Linked DNA regions of Mus musculus: region 2 is linked to region 1. A link is a contact called in public Hi-C data. All regions are on one chromosome and are shown on one strand. The core of a region is the stretch at or near the end of the contact, and the rest is flanking DNA. Distances in the headings are between cores, read along the strand shown.

Region 1 (6,130 bases), core at 1,305-3,804:
GCCAGCCTGGTCTACAGAGTGAGTTCCAGGACAGCCAGGGCTACACAAAAAAAACCAAAAAACAAACAAACAAACAAAAAACAAACAAACAAACAAAAAACCCAAAAACCCTGCCACAACACTGCTCAGCATCTTGTCTTTCAATTTCTATTTCTCCAGTGAAGGAAGGAACACTTTTACTAAGAACCCTACCACCCCACCCCCACCTCGGATCCTAACCCACTCATCTGTTCTTGGCATTCTAGACAGAATCTTCACAAGGCTCTCAGCAAGATTCCCAAAGCACCACTTTTTTTTAAGATACCTAGCCAGGTGTGGTGGCACATGCCTCTAATCCCAGAGCTGGGAGACAGGCAGGATAATCCCTGTGATTTGAAGCCAGCTAGGGCAACACCCTATCTCAAAAAAAAAAAAAAAAAAACTTCAGGAAGTCCTCATGTCCAACTGTTATAGTAGAGAATTCATCATACCAAGGAGTAAATGGACTAAAGAACTCATGAAACTGGGTAAAGTAACTCCCAGTTTGTGGCTAGCCTGTGCTAAAGGCCATGCCTCAAATAAACAACCCAATGAAACAAACAAGAAAATAACTCAGGGTGGGCAACCCATGCCTGTAATCTCACCACGCTGGAGACAGAGGAGGTCAGCCTGGGCGACAGTGAGAAGTCACCTAAAAGAATGAAATAAGCCAGCCAGGTGCATCCTGACCATCAACCAAGCTTGTTACCCATTTTGGACTACATGAAGTTTGTACATTTTTAAAGGTACCATGTGTGCATTGTATATTGTATATGGTAACTTTCCCATTAAATGATACCAACTTTTCCTAGGCATGGACGGCAGCACGGCTCATACAAAACAGTGAGGTATGGCAGTGCACACCTGCAATTCCACTACTTAGAAATAGAAAGCCCAGTAAAGACTGCTAAGTTCCAGTTCAGAAGGCCAGAGAAACTGCATGGAGATGGGCTAGTGGGTAGGTAGAACACCACAAGTTTGGCCCAAACTGCTTATTGTATCCCAATATACACTGGAAAACAAAATCTAACTTGCCATCCTAACTCAGTCCAGGCTGGGATTACAGGCATGTATCCATTAAAGAATAAGATACCTACTCTTGCCAGTCTGTGTTTAGGCTCATTCTTCTTTGCATAATCTAAAGAATCATAGATCATGCCAAAGCCAGTGGTCTTGCCACCACCGAAGTGGGTTCTGAATCCAAATACAAAGATGACATCTGGTGTGGTTTTGTACATTTTGGCCAGCTTTTCCCGAATTTCTGTCTTTGGTACTGTTGCCTTCCCAGGATGAAGGACATCAATGACCTATAAAGAGGTGTAAGAGTCAGTACTCCTTACAAGTTAACTACATCTTCAAAAGCAGACACAAAGACCACATTTTGACTCTGATCCTTACCATCTGTTTCCTCTGAAGCAGACGGTTGGTCATGAACTTCCTGGTCCGGATGGTTACTGTGTCATTCTGCAGGTAACACACAAGTCAGTAAGATGTTAAAAATCTCGTCTTGCCTTTGCTCTGGCCTTTCAGCAATTACTAGCAATGCAGTCTAGAAAGAGGCAGGAATTGGGGACAAGCTATAAAGGAAAGAAAAGGCAAAAAAGCCCCAAAGCAGGCGACAGCGCCTCATAAACTACCATAAAACAACTCATTTTCTCTCACGTCATCCAAACTTCACTTTAGATTATGGCTATCATTTGAAGTACTACTGATTTTGTGATCTCACATATTGATTTGAGAATCCCTGATCACCTGACACTGGACACCACCAGGACTCTCTACATGCTGCAACCAATGCCTCTAGTGCTTGGAGAGAGAAGTCTCAGTGGTTCCCAGCATCTCTCAGTGGCTACCCAGACACAGGACTTCGCCAACTTCTTCCCTAATTAGAGTAAGTACCGCAGTAGCTGGCATTCAGCGAGCTTAAACAGACACGAAAATTAGCAGAGATCAACTCAAATCGGCAGCTTGCACATGGCTGCTTGCCTTCCGAGCTCGACTCGAGGAATCGGGATTAAGTCACCTCGATAGCACCATGCACGAGTCAAAGAACAGCCCGCGCGTGGCGGAAGGCTCAGTCCTCCGCCTCAGAGAAGTGGACAAGGCCACTTTTTGGCGGTCCCCGAGGCACCCAAGTTCTGCTCCACCGCTCAGTCCGCTGGCCCAAGAGCCGGAGGCGCCTTCGTCACCTTGGCCCGCCAGCGCCCGCCTCACTCGTGCCCCTGAAGCTCCACAGGGGTTTCCATAGCCGAGGCCCGGGAGCCCAAAGCCCGGCGTGTTCCGGACGGCGGTGCCGGACAGCCGCGACTCGGCGACCCCGGGCGACCGGCCTCCGTGAGGCAGGCCGGAGCAGAGTAAGTGGGCCCCGGATGGCTGCAGCTCTAGTGGGGTCCCCGAACAGGCAGGGATGGCGCGGATAAGCGACGGATAGTGCTGAGAGCCCGAGGAGACTCACCATGATGGCTACGGCGCCGGAGCTGGAGAGGAGGAAAAGAGGACCGCTCACTGCCGACCAATCATATCAACGCGCAAGGAAGGACCCCAGCGCGGGGGCGTGGCTAAGGCCTTGGGGTAGACTACAGCAATGCCTGACCGAAAGTACTTGAAGCCACGCCTCGCTAGCCCTTAGCCACGCCCCAGACCTGGGCTCTGGCTGGCCTGAATTGGATCCACTCAAATTGATGTATGGTTACACAATCGCGTGTATATTTCCCATTCCCTTCTTTTCCGTCCTGCATTTGTATTTTGTTGTTTTCTGAAACAGGAGTTCACTATATAGCCCTGGCTGCCCTGAAACTATCGCTGTAGATCACGCTGACCTCGAATTCAAGAGAACGGCCTGCTTCTGCCTCCCAGGCACGTTGGATTTGAGAAATGTGCGCTACTTCACCCAGTAAAGTTCGCTTTCAATGTCATTTGTTTAAATCGGCGGTTCTCAGCCAAAGGGTCACGACCCTTTTGCAAGGGTTGCCCAAAACCATCAGGAAACAGATATTTACATTACAAGTCAAAATCACAGCAAATTAATTACAATTAAGTAATTACAATTAAGTAGCAACGAGAATAATTTTATTTTTTAAGTATTTATTTATTTATTTTTGGGTTTTTTGAGACAGGGTTTCTCTGTGCTGTCCTGGAACTCACTCTGTAGACCAGGCTGGCCTTGAACTCAGAAATCCGCCTGCCTTTGCCTCCCAAGTGCTGGGATTAAAGGCGTGCGCCACCACTGCCCGGCAGGAATAATTTTATAGTCAAGAGTTAACACAATATGAGGAACTGTAGTAAGAGGCCGCAGCGTTAGCAAGGCTAAGAACCACTAGTTTAAATCTTAGAGGCAGGTAGTTGGTTTAAATTGTTTCCACTAAGCAGGGCCTAAGAGGTAGAGGAAGGCAGATCTCTGAGTTTGAGGCCTACAAAGAGTTTTGGGTCAATCAGGGTTGCACAGTGAGACGCTGACTCAAGAATAAAATAAAGTGCCGGGCGGGCGTGGTGGCACATGCCTTTAATCCCAGCACTCGGGAGGCAGAGGCAGGTGGATTTCTGAGTTTGAGGCCAGCCTGGCCTACAAAGTGAGTTCCAGGACAGCCAGGACTACACAGAGAAACCCTGTCTCGAGAAACCAAAAAAAAAAAAAGAATAAAATAAAGTAAAACTTGTCTCCAAAAAAGTTCATCTTGAAGGCATTTAAGAAAGCCATTGGGGTCGGGGTGGGGTGGGGGCTTTGATCAGGGCGTAAAGTAAATAAATTAATTAATGAGAAAAAAAAGGCCTTTCAGTCAGCATCCCTGCTTTACACCAGGGAAATAGCAGAAACCTTAACTACTCACCCCTATTGCATTGACGTGACACCACGAGTTGCTAGTGACTTTTTCATAAGGTTTTTCGTGTGTGAGGCTTTAGGTTCTTTAAAACCAGACCTTCGAAGCCCATGCAAGGTCTTGAAAAATCCATTGCATTGCCAAGAATGATCCTGAATTCCTGATCTTTCTGCCTTCACCTCCCAAGTGGGGCACCACACCTAGCAGTTTATTGGATTGGAAGGGAGGATTGTGGCTCTTTTGGCTTTGAGACTTTCTGAGAGTCTTTTAAAAACTTGTGAGTTTTTAAAAGACTGGTTTTTATCCAGCCAGCCTGGATGACATGGCTGGATCCTGGCTCCAGTTAAAATTTTAAAAGAACTGAGGATGTAGGTCCACTCAGTGGCGGAACACTGTCTAATATGCAAAGGCTCTGGGTACAATCTACATTGTTCAGTATGCAATGGCTCTGAGTTCAATGCCCAGCTCTGGATGGAGAAAAAAAAAAAAAAGAAAGAAACTATCTATTTGAACCAGCTGTGGTGGCATACACCTATGAATGACCACACCAATCTGTGAAGTTAAATAAGAGGATTAGCCAAGAACTTGAGGCTATCCTGGGCTACAAAGCAAGCACCAACATACCAACTAGGGTTACATAGAGAGAACCTATCTCAAAATATATTTTGGGTTTTTTTTTGTATGTGTGTGAATCTCTGATCTGACACAAAATAAGCTTTTAATATTGCCTGAACCAGAAGTTAATGCTTTGCATAAAGTGGAGCAAACATGAATTAACAGCATTATTCCAAGGGAAATACCCGAGTACAGGGCTTAGTGTGCAGAGGAGACCAACCTGCACTTCTGCCTGCACACACACAAACACACACAAGTATGTTAAGTCCCCAAAGCAGGCCCCCAAACGGCAGTGCTGACGGCACTATTTTAAAGTGATGGTCTGGACCCCACCAGACCTTGCTAGGAAACAGACTTAAAGCATTTCTCAGAAGCCCTTAACAGCTGGCTGAAGGCTCCTGGCTGTATCTGTCAGTCTCCTCCCTGCCCAACAGAGTTCTCATGCTAACCACCGGGATTTTCTGAGCTGGCCCCACTCCAGCCATATAAGTCCCTAAAACCTAGCAAGGCTTTGCTGCTGGGAGCTGTCTTCTACTGTTCTTAGTGGTGGCCTGGCAGTTGGTTTTGTTTTGTTTTGTTTTGTTTTGTTTTTGAGACAGGGTTTCTCTGTGTAGCCCTGGCTGTCCTGGAACTCACTCTGTAGACCAGGCTGGCCTCGAACTCAGAAATCCACCTGCCTCTGCCTCCCGAGTGCTGGAATTAAAGGCGTGCGCCACCACGCCCGGCTTCTGGCAGTTTTTAATAGACCGTTCTTTCTCTCCTTGGAGAGCTGAAGGGTTGGGTGGGTTTTTGTTGCATCTATTTACAAAACACACAATTCAAAACGAACCATACATATATATTACATATGCTGTGTAAGAATAAGCGTGTTTATATGTGTTTGTATATATGTTTGTACACAAGTATGTAAATAGATATGTAAATTTACTTATTTATACCAGGTGGGATGTAACTGAGCACTGAGAGTATGGAGACAGGATGGCAAATTCAGTACCCGTCGGGACTATATATGGAGAGCCTTTCTCAGGAAACAACAACAACAACAACAACACACACACACACACACACACACACACACACGCGCGCGCCGGTCCTTGTTTGATTTTTTTTTCTATTTGATGTAACTTTTTGACCTTGAGATTTAAAAAAAAAAAAACAAAACTGCGGGGCGTGGTGGCGCATGCCTTTAATCCCAGCACTCGGGAGGCAGAGGCAGGCAGATTTCTGAGTTTGAGGCCAGCCTGGTCTACAGAGCGAGTTCCAGGACAGCCAGGGCTGCACAGAGAAACCCTGCCTTGAAAAACAAAAAAACAAAAAAACAAAAAAACAAAAAACAAAAAACAAAAAACAAAAAAAAAAAACAAACAAAAAAAGCGGTCCATCCGTCTCTTCTGCTGTTTTTTTGTTTTTGTTTTTGTTTTTGAGACAGGGTTTCTCTGTGTAGCCCTGGCTGTCCTGGAACTCGCTCTGTAGACCAGGCTGGCCTCGAGCTCAGAAATCCGCCTGCCTCTGCCTCCCAAGTGCCGGGATTAAAGGCGTGCGCCACCACGCCCGGCCTCTTCTGCTGTTTTGAGAAACCCACCTGAAAAAGCCATTTTCCCCCACTGATCTGCGCGGCCTAGGTGCATTTTCGTGAAGGAGCCGCTAGATGGCGATCTAGAAGGAGGGCTCAAAGCAGC
Region 2 (6,130 bases), core at 1,793-4,292, about 13 Mb before region 1:
TCAAATAGTGTAAAAGTTTTATGACAAGGGATTCAAATCTTTTTATCTCCTCACCTTGTAATGAAAGAACTCAGTGGGGAAACCCCCACTCAGCTCCCGATTCGGCGTGCACCCAAGAATAGAACACAACACCTTGATGTAACAACAAGAGGTTTTTTAATGGCGGAGCTCCGGGTCGAAACGTATCTCACATAACAGGAGACAGTGGATTCGACCACGAGGCTTGGAAGCTAGGGGTTTTTATAGAAAAGGAGTGGGGCTGGGGGAGGAATTGGCACAGTTCCACATGATTGGTCCATTTAAACATCAGCAGCCTGTAACATTTAACTTAGGTCAGAGGGGTGGGAGCTAGGGAGGCGATGGGCTTGCCCGGGCATGTCCTGGTCTGTTCTGCTATGTTCTCAGCCCCAGGTTTCAAAGCTCAGAAACAACTCTTTGGGCTATTTAACATACATTACATGAATTACAGTTTTATTTCCTTTCAGTAAGACTTAAAAAAAAAAAAGATTTACTGTGTATACAGCGTTCTGCCTGCATGTATGCCTGCAGGCCAAAAGAGGGCACCATATCTCATTACAGATGACTGTGAGCCACCATGTGGTTGCTGGGAATTGAACTCAGAACCTCTGGAAAAGCAGACAGTGCTCTTAACCTGTGAGCCATCTCTCCAGTCCACCTTGTAAGACTTTGATGCAAACGTTTTTATCAGGCTCCCACTCACATTTCTTGTAATACCTTTAGGCAAATGTTTTAATGCCTCACCATCACACCACTGGATAAAACTGTTGTTTATGCAAAAGCCCTGAAGTAATCAAGAATTTGGGTGAATTAAAAGGCTGTTACCTTCTCATTTTTCTCCATTTCTTTGCACAAATTCTTTTAAAACTAGTTAATCATAAAGGTTGTAAGGTGGCTCCCCAGTCAATGGGGAACAGAGAGAGTCATCCTGGTGTGAGTAAAAAGCAAGTGAACTTCCTGCCAGATATGCTCGATATCCTGCTTTAGGTTGTTGCACACTTAGTTAGGGTTTTACTTCTGTGAACTGACACCATGACCAAGGCAACTTTTATAAGGACAACATTTAATTGGGGCTGGCTTACAGGTTCAGAGGTTCAGTCCATTAGCATCAAAGTGAGAGCATGGCACCATACAGGCCGGCATGGTGCAGGAGGAGCTGAGAGTTCTACATCTTCATCTAAAGGCAGCAGCAGAATACTGACTTCCAGGCAGCTAGGACTAGGGTATCAAAGCCCATGCCCACGGTGACACATCTATTCGAACAAGGCTACACCTCCTAATAGTACCACTCCCTGGAACAAACACATATAAACCATCACACATACTTTTTTATTTATTAACAAAAATAGTTTGCTATACCGATCTACTTTCACTTTGCTTGTGTATTCCTTTGTGCAACACTGGAAGTATTCTTGGTTTGATTCTATCAAAAGTTGTAGGAGGGTGCTCTTTCATGGATACCAAGAAATAACCTCTTGGGCTGAAAAGATGGCTCAAGCACTAAAGGTCAGGCTCCTAACCAAAAATAAAAGAGACATGTCTCTTATTGTAATAAATTATTTTCCACTGAGGCATTTCAGTAGCCTTCACACACACACACACACACAATAAAATAAAATAAAATAAAATAAAATAAATAAAAACCTTCACAAGAAGAGTGGTTTGTATGTATTCTGTTACTCAAGTGGAGCCTGAAGCTTGACAACAAACAAACAAAAATGTCATTGAAAAGTCAAAAGGTAAAAAAGAAAAAGAAAGAAAGAAAGAAGAGAAAAGAAAAAAGAAAAAAAAGAGAAAAGGAAAGGAAAGGAAAGGAAAGGAAAGGAAAGGAAAGAAAAACTCGGAAATAAACCCCTCTAGATCTCACCATCAGTAGTACACTCAAGAAGCAGGTTGGCTCTAATTTAAAAAAAAAAAAAATGCCACATTTGGTAGGAATGTTTTTATGGCAATTAGAAAAAATGTGTTATTCAATTTTGACACTATGCCCCACCCCCAGCCCCTGCCGCAGACTAGGTCTGTCTTACTCTGGCCATTCTGAAACTCACTACTATATAGACCATTGGCGTTATTTTCTGGCTAAACGCCCAAAACAAGAAACTCAACCAATGATTGTTTAACTATCCATCTAACTTCTAAAAGTTCCTAAAATTAAGGCTTAGTTTTCAGTACATACAAAAAAAAAATTGATCATAAGTTATAAAAACATAAACTTTATTAAAATGCTCAAGTTAATTTTGTGTATTGATATGTTCATACATGAGTTCATGTAGCATAATAGCTAAAGCAAAGTAGTGAAAATGCCTAGGTGGGTTCTGTCATTCCATAAATACAAAAGATTTGGTCCTGGCCTTATAATTAATTCAAAGTAAATTAATATATGCAGAACTCACTAAACCAGTATCAAATCCCTTAACATTTGCATAATGAATGAAAAGGAGAGCGCGTCAAGTACCTCTCACATAGCTCAAGACACCCTGCCTAGCCACAGCCCCAGCAGTGATAAAAATTAAGCAGTTAACGAAAGTCTGACTAAATTATACCTCTAAGGGTTAGTTAATTTCGTGCCAGCCAACGCGACTAGACGATTAACCCAAACTAATTACTCTCGGCGTAAAACGTGTTTTAAGAATGACTCTTAAATAGAACAAAATCCAATTTAAATGTGAAAATTCATTGTTAAACCTAAATCCAATAACAAAAGTAATTCTAAGCTGGCCTAGAGCTCACAGCGATCTACCTGCCTCCCCAAAAAGTGGGACTTAAGGAGTGCGCTGCCAACCAGTCCAACTCCCTTTTTCGCCCCCACACCTATTGGCAGCGAGTGCGCACAACGCACAACGCAGATGCCCAAAGCGTTTGCCAGTGTCGGCTTCCTTACTCGGACCCAGAAAGGACGCTGACTGTGACGTTTTCGAAACACAAACTTCCATTGGTCCGGTCTCCAAACCAAGCCCCGCCTTCGCCACTGCGCCCGCCCTTCCGTTAGAAGCCTGCTCTCGATTGGCTGCTTGTACTATTTACCTTTTGTCCGGATATTGCGTGACGCTGTGAGTCGCGCGGTTGCGGAGGAGCGGGCAGAGGGAGGTCGCACACTCTGAGTTTCGGTGACCCGGAAGGGAGCCCCGTGGTAGAGGTGACCGGAGCTGAGGTACTGCCTCGCGAGGCCTGAGAATTCCAGTCCTTGTGACGGGCGTCGGCACAGCGGGATCTGGGCTGGCTGCTACGGGCGGGGCGGGAAGGCCGGGCTCGTCCTCGCTCTTCATCTCCCTGGGCAGAGGGATGCTGAGTCAGCCGCTCGGGGACCCGCGCGGGGGCCCTAGCTGTCGGCGATCGGGTGCCGTGGGGGTGGTGCGTGGACGCGGAGGCAGCGGGCTAGCGGTGAGAGGGGAGGACCGGGCGCATCCGAACACTCAAGCTCAAGGAAGCGTTAGGAAGGGTCGCCACTAGTTCGTAGAGACCCAGCCCAGGAGCCGGTTTCAGACGTCCAGAATCTGCACTTAAATATATGGCAGATAACCCTCTTGGCTGTTCCACGACATAAGGCCACGCAGACTAGGTAGGCTCTGTTCGGGTCAGTAAGCTGAAGCCATAGGTTGAGATGATGTAATGGCATGAAAGTACCAAAAGGGCTCCGGGTTTTTTCCGCAAGGTCAGATGCCTAGAGCTGTGTGCACTTCGTAGTTCCGGAAATTCTTAACTTTGGAGGTGCTAGTTAAAACTTCTTTACATTCCTATAGTTTTAGGGTAATTCATGGGCGATTTCAAAGTCCCATTTTGGCCAAGTTTTCTTGTATTTAAATATTTTACAAATGGGGAGAAAGCGGAAATACAAATCACTTGCCTAAAATTCATCACAACTCATTGACCAGAAATGTGCCTTTAGCATCGCAGAAAGGCGTGTACTTAACTATTTATCGATATAGTCTAACTGGAACTGAGACAATTCAATTTTAGAATGTTGGGGGCAGGGGTTACCCTATTAAGAATACCAGAAGGTGTTTTAACAGGGAAACCTAGCAGGGCAATTTTGTTTATTTTGATTGAATGTTATGTAGTGGAATAATTTAATTTGAATGTATCTGTCGTATCTTAAAGGGAAGTAACATCTGACCTACTTGGTAGACATTTGCATGCCTGGCTTTTGTTCATGGTTTTTAGTCTCGAGTGGTTTAGTTATCTTTTCTCTGGATGATGTTTTTCTTGTGCTGAAATGTCACACAGATTCTTTTACTTTTACTCATTGAATGATGGAGTAAATATCAGGCCAAGCTATGTTTGTAAAATCTGTGATTGTGTCAACATAATAACATTGATTCTGTATTACATATATCTGGTCAAACTTGGATTTATATCATTGGCTGCCCATTCTAAACTAGATTTGTTGAGTCAGAAGGAACAAGGGAAGGATACAGCATTAAAAATTAATGAGGCCACTGTTCTGATTTTTTTCTTCTATTTAAATTAAGTTTCTTCTGATTTTGGCTACTATGTTTCCTTCTTAATTAACTAAATTTTTCCCCCCTCTACCTTTCTAACTAGCATTTCAGATCTGCTTAGTAAACCGGTGTATCGCCCACCATGTTGGCTGCAAGGCTTGTGTGTCTCCGGACACTACCTTCCAGGGTTTTCCAGCCCACTTTCATCACCAAGGCCTCTCCACTTGTGAAGAATTCCATCACAAAGAACCAATGGCTCGTAACACCCAGCAGGGTAAAGCATGCTTTTCCAGTATGGATTTCCGCCCCATTCAGATTTTCTGTTTTAGAATTTGGTGGTAATGGTGGTTGATTAGTGGGCTGTTCTGTGAGTTTCACTGCTTGGGAGTAGCTTACTCTTTAGTTAGTTACTGTAACAGTGATTTTTCTAAAGTGACAGTAAAGTTTCCAGTGAGCTTTGTCCTTGCCACTTCACATCATTCCAGTCCCTCCTTATCACAAATGCTTTAAGAGGGGTCCTGCACCTTTCCCATATCTAATATATTAGATAACTTTTATGTCCATACTACATTAGTTTAAAAAGATCCTATGTTTTATTGTAGCTCTGGGTGATATGTCTTTTTTTGTCTATGTCAGGAATATGCTACCAAGACAAGAATTAGGACTCACCGTGGGAAAACTGGACAAGAACTGAAAGAGGCAGCCTTGGAACCATCAATGGAAAAAATCTTTAAAAGTAGGTGGAAGTTAAGTATTTAATGTGAAGCCTGTGCATGTGTTTAGTCCACAAACAGCCTCCTGAAAATACATTCAAACATGTATATATGTATTTTCTGCAAGAAAAGTCGTACTTCTGTTTTTGGGGATCCAATAACCCAAAAGAGATTGGTGCTTTGCATTGGGTTTCATGGTTCCTGGTTATATTAAGATTTACTGGTTTTAGAAAAACCAAATTTATTATCATCCTATTATCTAAAATGGTAGAGCCTGTTTAGGGAGTTTATTTCAAGTTATTTAGAATCTTCATTCAAGCACATGTTTGTGAATGTCAATTTCTATTTAGTCATGTGTATGTCTGTGTGACTGTGCCAGGTGTGTGCTGAGGCCAACAGAGGCTAGAAGAAGGTATCTAATCACCTGGGACTAGGGTTATAGGTGATTGTATGCCATCTGAAGTAAATGCTGGGAACGGAACTGAAAGAGTTGCAAAGGGCTCTTAACTACAGAGCCATATCTGCAGCCCCTTGGAGGGTATTACCTTAATGAAGCCATTTTGATTCATAGTTTGGATTTTAACTTTGAAGATTCTGAAACCAGACTGCCAGGTTGCTAATCTTGCCTACACTATTTAAACAGAAGCACTGTACTTAATAGTTTTCGAAGTGTCACTGTATTATATACTGAGGAGAACCCTATCAGTATCATGAAAAGCATTGCTTTTTGATAAAAGTCTTGACCACAGAGAAGAAATCAAGATTTTCCAGTAACATTTTTAATGAACAAATTTAAGTTGAAGAGAGTAAGGTGTGGTCTTTATGAGCACCTGCCTCAGTAGAGTTGATACATTTTCATTTTTATTTTTATTTATTTATTGATTGATTTATATTCCGAGACCAGGGTTTCTCTGTGTAGCGCTGGCTGTCCTGGAACTCACTCTGTAGACCAGGCTGGCC

What was found. A called contact is a pair of places that touch in the nucleus more often than the background predicts.
Region 2: a Hi-C map of B cells shows a contact between it and region 1, with 5 read pairs. The contact joins the promoter of Ghitm here to the promoter of Rps24 in region 1. A contact is called at or near these places in 2 of 484 Hi-C or Micro-C datasets (B cells and CD4 T cells).

Annotation. Positions count from the first base shown.
Region 1 is chr14:24,487,102-24,493,231 of GRCm38.p6, reverse strand. Rps24 (ribosomal protein S24) reads right to left here and starts at 2,554. Exons shown (of 6, transcript NM_011297.3): 1 at 2,474-2,554; 2 at 1,417-1,482; 3 at 1,116-1,325. The coding sequence starts at 2,476.
Region 2 is chr14:37,132,234-37,138,363 of GRCm38.p6, reverse strand. It overlaps Ghitm (growth hormone inducible transmembrane protein), which reads left to right and starts at 3,042. Exons shown (of 9, transcript NM_078478.5): 1 at 3,042-3,169; 2 at 4,561-4,731; 3 at 5,094-5,193. The coding sequence starts at 4,600.